2 separate regions of the Gossypium hirsutum genome follow, and region 1 is linked to region 2. A link is a contact called in public Hi-C data. All regions are on one chromosome and are shown on one strand. The core of a region is the stretch at or near the end of the contact, and the rest is flanking DNA. Distances in the headings are between cores, read along the strand shown.

Region 1 (2,700 bases), core at 78-2,577, 49 kb after region 2:
CTGTAAAAAACGGTTGAACCGGTTGAATCGGTTTTCTCTATTTTTAAAAATTTTTATTTTTAATAATTTTTAAATAGATATATATAAAGAAATTTTTTTTTGTTTTTTTACTACATGGCTATTTTTAATTGATTATCTTTTTTAATAAACTTAACAATTTGAATAATGATTTAACTAACAAAGATGCTAACTTGAGGAAAAAAATTAGTTTCGGTATCACTTATGACAAAAAATATTTAGGTACCAAAATGAGAAAACAACATAGTTTAAGTATTAATTTGTGGGTTAAAATATTTCTTAAAATAAACTTAACTATTTGACTAATGGAGGTACCAATTTGGGGGGAAAGTAGTTTAGATACCATTTATGATAAAAAAGAAAGTACCAAGATGTAAAAAAATGACATAATTTAAGTACCAATTTAAAAGTTAAGCGAATAAAAAATTATCATATTCATTGTGCATAAATTTAGATTTTATCAGCAAACTAATGAAGTTATTAATGATTTTAATTATGAGAAAAAATTGAAATTATAAAATTGTTAAAATGTGTTGTTGTCCTTGTACTTGTATAGAATTTGAGATTTGGTCTATGTATTTTAAAAGTTAAAAATTCAACCCTCTTACGTTTTCAGTTATAAAATATTAGTCCAATCATTATCGTTGTTGGTAATTTCTATAAAAATTTATTAAATTAACATGTTTATTTTATGCCAATCATATGCCTTAGCCTAATAAAAATCTAAATTAACAAATTTTGATAAATAAAAAAAACTTACAATTTTAATTACTAAACTGAGATTTTTAAATAAAAAAGTTAAAAGAAGTCAATTTTTAACTTTTTAAATACAAAGATTAAATCTCAAGTATTGTGAAAGTATAGGGACCTAATAAGAAATTTTAATCTTATAAATCACATTACAGCCATTATTTGTAAGTAACATACAGTTGGTAATCGAGGTTTGAAACCCAAGACAAGTTACCGACTCTACAATCCAAGTTCGTATTAAGATTTATGGAGGTAATTAAATTTTAAAAATTTTGAGACATTTAATAAAAAATTTCAAATATTAAATAAGAATTTTGGTTTGCCACTACAACACTCAATTAATTGGAAACATTATCATTAAACAAAAGCAGTGTATAAAACAAATTACTTTGTAGTGTGTTTACAGAAGAGCACATGGGACAGGATGAAGCAACAAGGAGAGGCGGAGGAACCGCTTTTTGAGGCTGTGAACGACAGTTACGCTGTCACTGTCTACAATGACTCGAATATCCTGCAAAAGGCAGAGTTGAGAAGAGCGGTGTGGGGCGCTGAAAGAATCAAACAACTGACCAATTAAACATGACTGTCGGCACAACCTTGGTCACCGCACGTGCAAATTCTACTGAACCCATCACCCTCCTCCGTTCACTGTGCTGCCGGCGGTGTCCCGAAAGTGTCCCATATGGTTTGCTTTTTTGTATTTTCAAGATCTGCGGCTGTCTTGTCTGGACGACTCGTTCTGGGTATTCATTATCTGGGGTCTAAAAGCTGCAGAACAAAATTGGGCTTTTAATGGAAAGTTGCTTCTTTGAATTTTCTTCAATCATTCATGTCTTTTTTTAGAGCAAAATAATGTAGTAATAGTAGTAGTAGGTCCTGTTTTAGAACCTTAAGTTTGACTAAAAATCAATAATTACCTGCTTTTTGTTTTCTTTTTACTTAAGAATTTTGAGTAACGATGGATTGAGTATTGGTATTATTGTCCATATATGAAATATAATATCCTCCTATTTATGTTTTGGGAGGGGCTATAAGTAATTTTAAGTATTATATAAAAAAATAAAAATTTGAGAATTTAGGGACATCTCCCGCTACGCCTGAATTTCTCTAATTGGAGTTGTTTATGTGCACTCTACTTCATTACTGATTTCTCAATTTTGTAAAACAATCATTAAATGTGACAAAAATACAATAACATCTTAAATTTAAAAAGTAATTTTATATTTAAATTATCTATAATTACAAAAATTAATTTAAATATATTAGAGAATTTTAAATTTATGAGTAATTTCAAGAGCTCAATTTTTCTTTTTAAATTTCACCTAAAATTTTCAAAATTTATCATAACCTTATTTAATTTAACGCACATGGTCAAAATATTTTCAAAAAGTAATTTTATTCAATTCTAATATATATTATTTTTTTATTTTATTAAAATATTTATAATTTTTTAAAAATATGATAATATTCGTATTGAATATTTTTTTCTTTTATAATTAGTTTGTAATTTGTAAAATTTCAATAACATAATTTTTTAAAATTAATTAATTATCCAAACAAAAGAACTATAAATACTAATACATTAATATTTTAAAAATGTTAAATTTTTTTATTTAAACATACTATAAAAGTAATTTAGAAAATCCATATTTTGAGAGCACAGAAGCACTAACACGTGGAAATTGATTCATGATTAGTAGATATCTATGATTAAACTCAAAATGCAATGAAAGCGCCATTTCTCCTTTTTAATTGCTTTCTAATTACTTCGAATTTTGCTTTCTAAAAGTTGATAACTGCACTATCTCATACTCATCATCATTATTAGATTCACACAAAATAATATGTAAAATATATATATTTACCTATTAATATATATTATATAAATCAAAATTATTGTATAACATTACAATCAGGTCGAAGTTTACAAAT
Region 2 (2,700 bases), core at 191-2,690:
TACAACAACCTGAACTTTTGGGTATGCAGCAACGAGTGTGCGCTGACCCAGCACAATTTCCCGACTTTAGTTTCCATGAGGGGCTGTTATTATTTCGGGGTCGCCTAATGATTCCAGCTGATTCTCCTATCCGTTTACAGCTTATTCATGAGTTTCACGCATCTCCCATCGGTGGCCATTCGGGAATTACACGTACCTTTCATCGTCTTTCCTCAAATTTCTTTTGGACTTCTATGCGTCGGGATGTTAAGCAATATGTCAAAGAGTGCCAAATTTGTCAGCAAATGAAAGCCTCATCCTTGAGTCCTAATGGTTTGCTGCAGCCATTACCGATTCCTAATTTAGTTTTTGAGAGCATCTCTATGGATTTTATCACAGCATTACCTTCTTCCAAAGGCAAAACTGTTATCTTCGTTGTCATTGATAGATTATCCAAATATGGCCATTTCATCGGATTGCCCACTAATTTTACTAGCATTTCAGTGGCTGCTATTTTTGTTCAGGAGATTATTCGTTTCCATGGTGTACCAGTGGAGATTGTTTCGGACCGCGATCCTCGATTTCTCAGTGACTTTTGGAAAGAAATCCATCGTTTGCAGGGTACAACTCTGAGTATGAGCACTGCGTACCATCCACAATCTGACGGCCAAACTGAGGCATTGAATAAATGCGTTGAAATGTATCTTCGATGCTATACTTCGGATCACCCCTCGACTTGGACAAAAATGTTGCCATGGGCTGAATTTTGGTATAATACAGCTTATCAAACGGTTACCAAAATGACACCCTTTGAGGTTTTATATGGTCGTCCTCCTCCTACTGTTGCTCGTTATGTGCGAGATACTTCTGGTAATGCTTTGGTGGAAGCTCAGCTCGTGGAACGTGATCAAGTTCTTTGGGTGCTAAAGGAGAATTTACGGTAAGCACAAAATCGGATGAAGTTGCTAGCTGATAGGAGCCGTCGTGAGGTGACTTTTGTCAAGGGAGATTGGGTCTATGTCAAGCTCCAACCATTTCGCCAACATTCTTTTCGTTTGCAACGCCACCACAAGCTGAGTAGACGTTATTTTGGTCCTTATAAGGTAATTGGCCGTGTTGGTGAGGTTGCTTACAAATTGGAGCTGCTGGAATCCGTGCATATCCATCCTGTATTTCATGTTTCCTTGCTCAAGAAATGCCTCGGCCAGCCAGATCAACAGGTAACACCCCTCCACCTCACTGATTCTACTTCTGCCCTTATATTGCAACCAACTGCTATACTAGAGAAGAGGTCTATTCAGCGGGCTAATTCATTGATTGAGCAATGGCTGGTATAATAGGACGGATCATCTACTGATGAAGCAACTTGGGAAGATAAGGCTCACATGTGAAGTTATTTCCTGATCTCAACCTTGAGGACAATGTATGTCTCGATGTGGGGGGTAATGTTGTGAACGACCCACCAAGCCAGTAGAAGGCTACTGGAATAGCCACTACACAAGCTACTAGAGGGAGCACTCGGCCCAGAATGGCTCCCAAATGGCTGAAGGATTTTGTCAAGTGACACCTCAGCTGGTTGCACGTGGAAGGAAATAACGGTTCACACTTCTCTCATGTAGCTATCCTTGTTTTAAGGAGGAAAAAATACCTGAAAATGTCATGATTGCAGCAATATGTTTTATGTTCTTTTCTCATCCCATAAATCTGTAACTTTCTTCTCTCATCTCTTTTCTGCAATTTTTCCTTGTAATTCGTTATAATTCCATCAAATACCAGTCCATTTTCTTCCCAAAATTACTGTTATATTAGTATTTTTATTCCTTATATTGTGAGAACGTAACAGCTCATATAACTATTTGAAAGTTTTCGTTTAATTCATTAAACTATTCAATTATTTTTATTTAAGTCACTCAGTTGTTAAGTTTTTTCTTTTAAAAAAAAGTTTCGTTAGCGAGCTCCAAGCGACGATTCGACTACCGGTATGGTGGGTCAGTACCCGTCAACGAGTGGTAGAACATACCTTAGATCCAAGTCCTTTTGGTGGTCAATGTCGAAGATCGGAGAAAAAACTATTTGAATTTTGGTTCGTAGATTCGTGACGTCCAAAGTTGTTTCATTGAAAAAATTGAACTACAGAATAAAAAGAGAAAGAGAGCTTTTGATTGGTGAAAGCAATGTAAGCAAAGAAAGCTATACAACATTGATTTTAACAGCCCAATGACTTAAATAAAAACTTTTGAATAGTTCAGTGACCAAATTGTGACTTTTTTAGTTAAATGACCAAAACGAAAAACTTACCCATACTTTACTAACTAATGACGTAGTTTACCCAAAATTTTAACTTCGCCCTCCACAAGGAATTGGATTCTTGAGCATATGCTCAGGAGCAGAACTAGGCCCCTGCCAACCAACCCCCTTAAAAAAATGGAATTTCCCTTTTATCCCCTTTATAATTCATAAAATTTTAAATTAGTAATGGTAAAATTACATTTTGACTCTTAAAATGATAAAAATTTGATTTAATCTTTTAAAAGTTGTAAAGTGATGTGCTATCAAAATTGTGAAATTACATTTTTACTAATATAAAAATATACAACTTAGTTTCAGTGCCCTGAAAATATTTTTTTGACTTCGCGTCCGCACATGCTTTATCACTTGATTAAATAACAAAATTAGTAGTTTGCCTTAGCAATATAATAATCCATTAATTAGATACTAATT

What was found. Hi-C and Micro-C count contacts between places; a contact is called where the count stands out from the background.
Region 1: a Hi-C map of leaf shows a contact between it and region 2, with 2.0 times the contacts expected there. The contact joins two enhancer-like sites. A contact is called at or near these places in 9 of 34 Hi-C or Micro-C datasets (callus, cotyledon, hypocotyl and 1 more).

Annotation. Positions count from the first base shown.
Region 1 is chrD06:11,740,119-11,742,818 of Gossypium_hirsutum_v2.1, forward strand. No RefSeq gene overlaps it. Among protein-coding and RNA genes, the nearest start is that of LOC107901275, 58 kb to the left of the region's middle. Within about 2 kb of position 1,328, at least 7 of the 9 cell types and tissues checked have an H3K27ac peak or open chromatin away from gene starts, as enhancers often do. A contact at or near this core is called in leaf, where this site is marked.
Region 2 is chrD06:11,690,906-11,693,605 of Gossypium_hirsutum_v2.1, forward strand. No RefSeq gene overlaps it. Among protein-coding and RNA genes, the nearest start is that of LOC107901275, 8.4 kb to the left of the region's middle. Within about 2 kb of position 1,441, at least 4 of the 9 cell types and tissues checked have an H3K27ac peak or open chromatin away from gene starts, as enhancers often do. A contact at or near this core is called in leaf, where this site is marked.